3 separate regions of the Mus musculus genome follow, and regions 1 and 2 are each linked to region 3. The links are chromatin contacts, called in public HiCAR-type and promoter capture Hi-C maps. All regions are on one chromosome and are shown on one strand. The core of a region is the stretch at or near the end of the contact, and the rest is flanking DNA. Distances in the headings are between cores, read along the strand shown.

Evidence for each region. Promoter capture Hi-C pulls out the DNA fragments that hold promoters and counts their contacts. HiCAR-type assays count read pairs that join an accessible place to other places.
Region 1: a contact with region 3 is called in a HiCAR-type map of astrocytes, with 4 times the contacts expected there. The contact joins the promoter of Zscan12 here to the promoter of Epdr1 in region 3. A contact is called at or near these places in 3 of 39 promoter capture datasets (the 3T3-L1 cell line and cranial neural crest) and 1 of 115 datasets of contacts at active chromatin or transcription factors (astrocytes).
Region 2: a contact with region 3 is called in a promoter capture Hi-C map of stem cell-derived epiblast-like cells, with 2.3 times the contacts expected there. The contact joins the promoter of Trim27 here to the promoter of Epdr1 in region 3. A contact is called at or near these places in 6 of 39 promoter capture datasets (the 3T3-L1 cell line, cranial neural crest, frontonasal cranial neural crest and 3 more) and 3 of 115 datasets of contacts at active chromatin or transcription factors (embryonic forebrain, forebrain and stem cell-derived neural progenitor cells).

What each region holds. Positions count from the first base shown.
Region 1 is chr13:21,361,191-21,364,807 of GRCm38.p6, reverse strand. Zscan12 (zinc finger and SCAN domain containing 12) reads right to left here and starts at 1,988. Exons shown (of 4, transcript NM_016684.2): 1 at 1,936-1,988; 2 at 757-1,228. The coding sequence starts at 1,158.
Region 2 is chr13:21,177,569-21,181,207 of GRCm38.p6, reverse strand. It overlaps Trim27 (tripartite motif-containing 27), which reads right to left and starts at 1,277. Exons shown (of 8, transcript NM_009054.3): 1 at 294-1,277. The coding sequence starts at 713.
Region 3 is chr13:19,618,183-19,621,567 of GRCm38.p6, reverse strand. It overlaps Epdr1 (ependymin related protein 1 (zebrafish)), which reads left to right and starts at 1,738. Exons shown (of 3, transcript NM_134065.4): 1 at 1,738-2,274. The coding sequence starts at 2,006.

The DNA of each region.
Region 1 (3,617 bases), core at 739-3,238, 1.7 Mb before region 3:
TCTGGACAAAGAGGGATTAACAGCTGGTATCCTCCACCAGTGTTTCTACTTGGGAGTATTAACAGCTCCATAACTGTGTACATAGCTATCACTGGATTAAACACATAGCACCGTGGATTAAACACAGGACCTTGCACATACTAAGCAAGTCCTCTAGCACTGAAACATATCCCCAATCTTGTTATTTTTTGGACAGGGACTTGCAGTATAGCCCATATTGTTCTCAAACCCCAATCTATGTGCTTCCATCATCTGAGTGCTAGTTGACAGGCATGTGCTCCTACCCAGCTCAACACCCATTTCTCAATTACTTGTTTATATTACATAATAGTCTTTACAAGAGGCTGTTTCGCACCCTATTACCACCATCTAATACCTTCTTCTTCTTCCTCTTCTTCTAGTATCTTCGCTCGTAGTATATGCCTTGTGTGTCTGAACTAAGCATCAGATAGAACTTTGTAGCTTAGCACAGAAATAAAACAACCCCACTGATGAAAAGGAATAATTAAACTAAGACCAGACAGGAGTGGACGTACATACCTGTAATCTCAGCACCAAGGATATGAGACAGGAAGATTACAAGCCCAAGGCTAGGATGTACAACGTACAAGTTCAACTCCAAATTCCCATGACACTTAAAGTCCCCTTTGGATCCAACTAAATGTCAATATGCTTTGTAAAATAGTGGTATACTTCACTTTGGCCTACAAATTCAGTCGCGCTTAGGAAAGAGGACCCCTCCCCCCTTTTTCTTACCCGGTATCCTAGTTCATCAAGCTCTCTCTCTAAATCCTCCAGCACAGTCACCACCTCCTCCACACTCTCCGGATTCTGCTCCTGCACCCAGGCCTGCAGCTCCCCTGGCAGGATGGTCAGGAACTGCTCCAGCACCAGCAGCTCCAGGATCTGCTCCTTGCTGTTCAAGTCCGGCCGCAGCCACTGTCTGCAGAGCTCGCGCAGCCGGCTCAGAGCCTCCCGGGGTCCAGAAGTTTCCTGGTAGCAAAACTGTCTGAAGTATTTTCGGAAGACGTCTCTGTTATAAGTGTTCTTTTGTAGGTTCCTATCTTGTCTGGTGGTATACTTACATTCTTCCTCCATTTTTATTTCCAAAAGTCCACCCTGGTTCTTACAGACCTTGGTATCACTAGTAGATGTCATCGTAGCTAGATAAAAGATGTATCAATCTTTCAAGTAATAACTCCTTGGTAAATCTTCTTACCCAGTGGACCTAAGGGATAAGTCATCGTTACTAACACGAACTACAATAAGCAAATACCGCCTATTCTAAGAGTTAAGTGGGAGAGTTGAAAAGCTGCCCTCCGGTTAATCTACTGTATTGACTGGATTGTACGTGGACTTTCACAAAAATAGACAAAAGTGAAAAAGATGTCAAATTGTTTCAGGACTTCAGGGAGTAAAGCTTGGGAAGAAACTTACCTCCACTTACTCCTAAAGTGAACAACAACTAACTGAAATAAACAAAAAATTTTGGAATTAGCAGATAGCGTTGGGGAAGGGCAACCGCTGCCTGGCGGGTGGGAAGTTCAACTAACAGTACCACCAAAAATAACGGAAAGAGTACAAGAGTAGGGTACGCCTGCCTTGCTGCTTTTGATTTTTTTTTCTGCGTACCTGGCACAAATCACATATACATAGTACAGTCTCCCAACTGGCTTTAGTTGGAACTTAACCACTCATAAAGGTTAGAAGTTGGGGAGGGTGCTCTGCTTTTCTCCTGCCCCTCCAGTTCTGTGACTCTAACTTAAAGTTCTGCAGCGTGCCTAGGTCCGGGCCAGCTCCGCGCCCCAGGGGGACCCATAGGCAGCCGCAGCGCAGCCCGGGTGGCCTTTCCCCCGGTTCCAAGCATCTTTCTAAGGCCGAGAGTCTAGGTAGCAGGGAGCACCCTCCCCCCGCCTGGAGCACGAGCTCGCTCACCGCGTCGCTCCTGCGCAGGGAAGGGAATCCAGCCCTCCCAGGAACCGGAAGTCATCGCGGACTCCCACAAAGGCCGGAAGCGGTGGAGCCCTGTTGCTCCCAGAGCCACTCTAGGGAGCCACGGAGTTCCACTCAGTGGTTTGTCCTTACTCTGGCAAAAGAAGTTGGGATTTTCTGTCTAATCATAGTGAGCATGCCGGTCCTTATCCGGTTTCGCGTTTGTGTTTCAGTATCACTGAGATTAGTGATGTCTCAAAGAGACATTCTTCTGGTCAATGGGAAAAAATGTATTAAAAGGATAATTTAGTAAGTTAACAGGATATTATGAACACTAAAATCAGCCTTCATAAGTACGAGTGTGAATGAAAAGACCACAGCTACAAAAGCAACAGCAAAAATACTCAGAGCTCAAGAGATGTGCCACATTTACTTGGGGCTAACTTTAAAACACTTTAAAAGCCAAATATGAACATAAATAGGAGGCAATAAGCTTTCTTGGGTAGAAAAACTCAACAAAGCAGTCAGTACTAATTAAATATGTTTGCAACTATGGTATCCCAATAAACACAACCATTTTTCTAGAATTAAAAAAAAATGTTTGTTTGTTTGTTTGTTTTAATTTAAAAGGAGAGTCCAAAGAAAAATCCCTGAAAAAGAATAGTGGTTAATGCTCTTATCATGCACCAGAACATTCTGTGTTCTGGAAGTGAAAACAAAACAACAACAACAAAAATCTCACCCTGTTCTTAGCTAATGTACATGTCGAGGGTAACCAGAAAACCAAGCACAAGCTCTCAAAGATAGTAGTAATTTATTATCGAGCAAAATACATGTAGAGTGTGGCTTAGGACATTGATTTACATAACCAGAACAAAAGAAAGTAGTAAATCAAGACAACTTTAAAAAAACAATTAGTGGAAATGTAAGTTAGGTGGTGTCTTAGTCTGGGTTTCTATTCCTGCACAAACACCATGACCAAGAAGCCAGCTGGGGAGGAAAGGGTTTATTCAGCTTACTTTTCCACACTGCTGTTCATCACTAAAGGAAGTCAGGACTAGAACTCAAGCAGGTCAGGAAGCAGGAGCTGATGCAGAGGCCACGGAAGGATGTTTCTTACTGGCTTGCTTCCCCTGGCTTGCTCAGCCTGCTCTCTTATAGAACCCAAAACTACCAGCCCAGGGATGGCATCACCCACAAGGGGTCCTTCCCCCTTGATCACTAATTGAGAAAATGCCTTACAGCTGGATCTCATGGAGGCATTTTCTCAACAGAAACTCCTTTCTCTGTGATAACTCCAGCTTGTGTCAAGTTGGCACACAAAGCCAGCCAGTACAGGTGGGTTATAGCTATCTGGAAAATTCTTAGCCTTTTGATTGGTGAAACCAAGTGATCTGTTAGTACATTTCAAAGGGATTTACCTAAAAAGCAGAAGGACATTAAGGCAGACACATGGGTGGGCAATGAATGGTTGTAAAGAGCTATATGTAACAAAAGACAATTTGTCTCTGGACCTACAACTTTAAAACTCTCCACAACTGCCGGGCGGTGGTGGCACATGCCTTTAATCCCAGCACTTGGGAGGCAGAGGCAGGCAGATTTCTGAGTTCGAGGCCAGCCTGGTCTATAGAGTGAGTTCCAGGATAGCCAGGACTATACAGAGAAACCCTGTCTCGAAAAAAAAC
Region 2 (3,639 bases), core at 28-2,527, 1.6 Mb before region 3:
AGGCCTATGGAAGTGTACTTGGCTCCATGTGCATCTCCTTTGTCAAGGGAGGGTCTCCTCGCGCCGTCCCAGTCGCGGCACGCGTAGAGGCGGTTAGCAGGGGCGCTCGGGGTGGGGGTGGGGGTGCTCCTGGCCTCGCCAGCTACAGGTTCTCCTTCCCAGTCTGAGTGCGGAGGCTCCGCAGCCGACAGGGAGGAAATGACGGCGGTGGGCCCCACGTCCGGCTCGCCATTTTCTCGGTATCAAACCAGGAAGCCCCCGGCTCGCCCCTTTGTCCGCCGGCCCGGCCCTACCTTGAAGCCCTCCACCGCCTCCTCCAGGGGCAGCACGCTGTGGCCGCGGTGCTCGCGCGAGCGGTCGCACACCACGCAGATGGGCATCTGGTCCTGCTCGCAGTACAGCTTCAGAGGCTCCCGGTGCTTCTCGCACACGCCCATCTCGCCGCCGGGCCCCGACGGCCGCTCGGTGCGCAGCTGCTTCACCAGCTGGGTCACGTTGGCCAGGTGCCGGTTGGGTCGCATGTGGCGCTGCGGGAAGGTCTCCCGGCACTGCGGACACGACACGTTAGTCTCCGCGGCACCCCAGCAGCGGGCCAGGCACGCGCAACAGATGTTGTGGCCGCAGTCGAGCATCATAGGCTCCACGAAGTACTGAAGGCACACGGGGCAGGTGGTCTCCTGCTGCAGGCACTCGGCCACGCTCCCGGAGGCCATGGCGCGGGCCGGCTGGGCCGCAGGGCATGAGCCCGGAGCCGAGCTCTGTCGGAGCTCAGCGCGCTCGCTCCGCTTCTCGGCTCCGGAGCGGGGCGGGGCCTCCGGCGCGGGGATCGCAGACGCGCGCGGAGCTCTCGGGCGGCCAGACCCGTCCCCGCACAGCTGCTCCTCACCGACAGCACGGGGAGGAGGCCTGGGCCCCGGAGCCCGGCTGAGAGCCGAGCCGAGGGGAGTCGGGAACCGGGCGCCGCGGGCTGGCTCACCGGGCAACGTGGCCGCGTCGGAAGGGGTCCCGCGGCCGCGCAGACTCCTCAGGGCCGAGCGGAAGAGGTGGGCCGGGGGCGGGGCCTGGCTTCCCGCGCCGCTCTGCTCTCTCGGGGCGGGAAAGCGGGTTTCCTCTGCACAGTCCTGGGTCCCCGGCACCCAGCCCGGGAGTCGGTCGTGGCTGTCGCGTGCAGTGGGAGCAGAGTGTCCCCTGGCAGTGGCGTCGGGTCACTCCAAGCGTCTGTGGGCCCGTAGTCTTCTGCTGAGTTTCCTCTTAGTGGCTAGGCCTCGGCTCCTTTAAAAGTAAGATGGCTTTGCATAAATGCCGGAAAGCTGGGCGGGGAGACCAGCTAGGCCCCTCCCAGTGTGACACACCCAGCTCCAGGCGTTAACAATCGCTAGAAAAGGGTTTAATCATCAGCAACTTTTCTCAGGGGCAGAAACGGAGAAGCCCAGTTCTATCTCCACCCTAAAGTAAATCGGTTTATCGTTCCGAGCCTCATTTTCTTCTCGTGTGAAATGGGGACCGATCGAATCCCGACCAGAGTGCTGACCAGACCATGAAGTCCTCCCCCATCTCCCTAGCTCTACCGTTACTAGGGAGCCACCCCACCGAGAGCCCGCTTGTGAGTCCCTAACTTCTTCTCAGGCTCCTCAGGTGCCCAGTGTCTCACTTCCTCAAGTGAGTAGCCAGACCCGACGTGTCAAAGGGCTGCCTGGCGACACACTTCTCTCTCGTCTTCCCTGCCACCTGCTGAGGAACCTACGTGGCTGTGGGTTCCTATGAGACCCTCGAAGAAACAACCCGGATTCTGCCACGTGGGCCTCATTCTCAGAACACTCCCCCACCCCCACCCCCACCCCCACCCCTCACCTCCAGCCTGGGCCCTGCGGCGCTGGGGCCAAAAATTCTGATTGTCCACTGTAGTGTTGTCCTTCTGCCCATGACGTTAATAACTCTTCTAATAAGTTCTTACTCCCAGCAATCTAGTTCAGTGCCCTCCTTGAGCTCCCATACCCTATTGCTTTCAGGAATTTTCCCCATCAAGGAGTTACACCTTTTTAAACAAACAAACAAACAAACAAACAAACCACAGCTTGAGCATAAAGATCTTTATCCGCTAGTTTAAATGAAGCACCCAGTACATCGAATGACATTGAGTAGAACCTAAAACTTGCTTGTTTCTGCCCAATCGAGAGTCCTGTGATGACCGGAGGAGGTCTTGTAGCCTGGTTTCTTATCACAGAATAGGTTTTCAGTTCTGTGCGCTGTCACTTATGCCATGGCCTTTCCTACTCTCCTTTGGGATTGACTCCGTGCCTGCCCTTGTGTTTGAGCAACAGGGAATTTCTGTATCCAGGCCATCACTTCACTGGATTCTGCTTGATTCTTCCCTATGGGACAAGAAATCCGAGGTACTTAACAAGTCTCGCTCATCCAAACCTCCATTCTCCCCACCTGCTCTTTGAAACTCCAGGCTCAAAACAACTCAGCACACTTCCAGTAAATGGTAGAATATTTGTCCTAGGCTACACTGTAGTCTACTCTGCTACAAAACTGAAGTTGAAAGGAATTGAAAGTGCCAGTCTTACTCCAGAAGGAAGAATTCAGTTTTGCAAGCCGGTGTAGAACTATGAAAAATGCAGGTGGCAGATATGTGTTCTTAGGTCATCAGTGCGGCTCTGGATTTTAGCTTTGTCATCCAGGGCTCATGCGGTCTCTGCTTTCCTAACCTCAAGGCAGATGGCCTGGACAAGCCAGGTAAGTAGGGCAAGGTGGAGGAAGTAGGGGAAAGGAAGCGCTCCCCCTTCCAGGATTGCTACAGGCTCCCTCCTTTCTCAAGCGATAACTGTTTTCTCTTTCTCCACTAATTTAGTAGGCTTGTCATGAGCTTTATGGCTGAGTTGCCTACTCATTTCCAGTGTTTTCAGTGTTAGAGCTCGAACCCAGGACGTTAAGCTAGGCAAGTGCTCGTCTCAGACCCATCCACGCAGTTTTTGTGTTTGTTCCTCCACCTTGGCCTAAATTATTGCAATACCTTATCTGTTTGCAAATGACTTGGAAATGATTCAGTAGTTAGATGAATGAAATTGCTGCTATGAATTTTTTTTTAATCAACTATAGTTGTCAGAGAAACCCTGCTGCTAAGGTTGATATCTGACATTACCAAAAACCACTGAGCTTGGTACAAAATGGTGGACTCCCTTTGTCAGCAGGGCTTCTTCTTCTCTGACCTTGTCTGGAGAGCTTAGAAATGCCCTCCTCCCCCTTACCATCTACCTGAAGAACTGCACGTAGCAGTGGTGAGATTACAGGTTCTCCTTCCTCCACGTAAAAACCTGTCCAGCAAGCACCTGAGATTCCTGGAATGCCTCCCTAGGCTAATGAGGCATCTCTACCTAGCCTTCAGCCAGTGACCTTTGTCCACCCTGGAGATCCCTACTTCCTTCTGCAACGATAGAGAGCCCTTGGTTCCCCTGAATAAAGTTGATCTGATGCTGGACTGTCATTTCCGTTTGTATTCACAAGCCTTTTGAAACCCTGTTCATCGGCTCTGCCCACTTTATCCTGGTGGGCTGGTGGAGAATGACACCAGGGAAAACCACATATGGTAACAATACCTAGTATAGTTGCTAACCTTTATACACTTATGGGAACAAA
Region 3 (3,385 bases), core at 489-2,988:
GTATAGATGAGACCCTAGGTTCCTCCCAACACTAAATGAAAACAAGAAAAGAACTAAAAGAAGGAAACTATTAAGACAGGAATTTGGGACAGAGGGGTAGAGCTCATTGTTGCGCTCACTCCAAGTTCACACTCAGCCTAAGGAAGCTACCTTCAATGTGGAACTCTACCTATCAGGCCCACCGATAGTCAGTCTGTCCCTGTTTTTCATAATGTTATACAGAGCAGAGGGACTTGTCCGAAAATTCTTGTCAATTGTCCTTCCTCTTCCTGCCCTCCCAAAAGGCTTGCAGCTTTAGCACTAAAGCCATTGTCCTCTAGTTGGGTGCTTCTCTGGGGTGACTCCCATTTGGGCTCCCTATTCTTCCTTTCTCCCCTCCTACATGCCTGCTGCTCTCAGGATTTTGACCCTAGCTTTCACCTCAGTCTTCCCTCTCCCGTCAACTCCAAGTTTCCTCATTCTCAGGACTTTTGAAACGTAGGTTGGAGAGTTCCTTGTCAAATATCCCTGGGAGGGGGGTGGCAAGAATCATCCATCCATCCATCCATCCATCTCAAATTCTCTTCAGTGACCCTTTCTATGCCTGTGGCTTCCGAATCTAAGACTTGGGCACTGCATGCTCAAGCCATGCAGAACTGTCTTTGGTTGTCTCTACCTAGATATTCCCCAGTCATCTCAAAGCTAACTGGCTGAACTACAATTTTCCTTCCTTCCTTCCTTCCTTCCTTCCTTCCTTCCTTCCTTCCTTCCTTCCTTCCTTCTTTCCTTCTTTCCTTCCTTCCTCTCATTTACCCAAATCAGAACCCCCTGCCTCCAACTTCAATCTTTCTTTGTAATTTCAAGCTCCATTCCACCCTACCCATCCCCATTGCTGTCACTCAGCTACTCTACAGCTGGCTTGTAGTGTAGCAGCTTCTGCCCTGATACCCTGCCACTCTGTCTGACACTGCATTTTCTTCCTGTGCTAGCCGAGTGAGCTTTCTAATATACATCGCTTATGAGGGTTGTCCCTGGCTTTTTGTGGGCTTGTGGCTCTCACAGTCCTCGATATCAACAACAAAACACTCAACAGCTTTTAAGGCCCTAAATGATCAGGCTCCTGATTGTCTTACAGATACTTGCTTGGGCTCCAATCCTGGAGTTCTTTTGACCTCACTCAGAAATGCCCCAAACCATTTCCTCTTGGCTCACTCTTCTTCATAGTAGGTATTAAGTGGAAATGTAAATAACATTGTAAAGCAAGGGTCTTTAAAAAATTGCCTCATCTCATCTTGTTTCTATATTATTATTAATCCTACCATTACTTAAACACACACACACACACACACACACACACACACATACACTAAAGTAAACCTCTAAAAACACAAACCTCTGGACTTGAAGCTTTGACGTGTAGGAGAGAGGAATCTCACTGAATTGAGACTCAGGCCTGAGATTGGAAACTGCACAACGAACACCACAGAAATTTAGTGTCATTTCTTCAGGAAGGGACCATTGTAACACTTTTAATTTGTAAAAAAAAAAAAAAAAAAAAAAAAGTCACGATTTTACCAAGAAACAAATTACAGCAGCCAGAGAATGTGCCACACCTCTGCTCTGCTCCTGTCCTCCTTGAGGGGGGTTGCAGTTCTTGGAGAAAGGAGTCCCTTCTCAGAGAATTACCCCTTCCATCCCAAACCCTTTAAGTGCGATGCCCTTTAGGATGCTAGTGGCATCACTGCCGCTGCGTTTCCTGTTGGCAGCAGAGAGCAGGAAAAACAAGCTTTGGTAAGCCTCCGCCAGAGCAGAAAGAGCTGGGGCGATTCACGCGGCTTTCCCAGGCCGGTGTCCCGGTGTCCGGAGCCCCCAAGCCAGGAGCCTGTGGAACGGAAAATCGAGAGAGGCCTGAACTGGGTCCCGGAGCACACCTTTCGCCAGGGCGCAGAGAAGGCTCACGCGACTAGTCCAACGCAGGGCCTCGGCTCTCTCTGGAGCTCGGCTGACCCTGGGGCGGCAGATCACGATGCCCGCGCGCGCTCCCCGCCGCCTGGTCCAGGGGCCTCGGGGGACCTGGCTGCTGGGAAGCCTCTGGGTCTGGGTGCTGTGCGGCCTGGGGATGGCGGGCTCCCTGGGAACCCCACAGCCATGCCAGGCACCCCAGCAGTGGGAGGGACGCCAGGTTCTGTACCAGCAGAGCAGCGGGCACAACAACCGCGCCCTGGTGTCCTACGATGGTCTCAACCAGCGCGTGCGGGTGCTGGACGAGAGGAAAGCGCTGATCCCCTGCAAGAGGTAGGCAGCTTGGAAGGGCAAGACGGCGGCCAGGGGAACGCCAGCTCGGGCGGGGGCTTGCTACTCCAGCTAGACCCCCAGCAGCTCCCGGCCCCTCCCGATCCCCAATTAAGTTATAGGGGGCCTTGGGATCCGCTTGGTCTGACCACTGAGGTAGAGGCAGGCAAAGAAAGGACTCTCCAAGGGCAAGATGGAAAAGCCAGGCATTCTAAGTCCAAGTTAGCCTCATGTCTTAACTGCTGAGTCAGGCTTCTGGCACCTGGAGTCCCCTGCAGTCTAGGGCGTGTTTTTTGTGTAGAAGGGACAAACACAATATTCTCTAAAATTTTTGTTTACAATGAAAACATTTTAAATCACAGTGTGTGTGTGTCTCTGTGTGTGTGTGTGTGTGTGTGTGTGTGTGTGTGTTGCCTGTGTGGAGGCCAGAGGACAACTTAGAGTCGGTTCACTCTCTCTCTTCTGACATGTGGCTCTAAGTACAACACTGTAAAAGGCATGGGAAATGATTTTTAAAAGCTCCTCCCAGCTCATTACCCTATTACAATCTGACCATGTTTGTTTCCATCTTGAGGATTTTCTCTTTTGAAAAACTAGTTAAAACTCCCATTAGAACACATATACTTTCTCCTTAAAACATCTGTTAGATACATATACTGCCACCTTAGAATAGACGCTGGGGCACATACATTCCCACCTTAAAATCCCAATTTTACGTATCCTTCTCTCTTCTCAGTTTATTAGGTTTTTTTAAAACCTATTTTTAATGACCACAGAAATTGCAAAATGGGAGGGCATGCTATCTGTCACACACATGCTCAACACAAATGCGTGCACATTTACATACACACACACAAGCAAACCAATGGTAGTCAATTTAGCTTTCCATTTTGTGTTGATAGAGGACATACTTTTTTAGAATGTCACCTTGTTTCTGGTCTCTTTAAGACCTACTTTCTAATTTAAGATCACCACCTGTCTCGGTGGCTCAGCCCTCCACTAATGTCCAGTGTGTGTCATGCAGTCACACTGACATCTCTTCATGGCATTTGCACCAGGAGGAGATACGATGGTCCTGGTAAGATTGGTGATGAATAAGAACCACTAGCTCCCA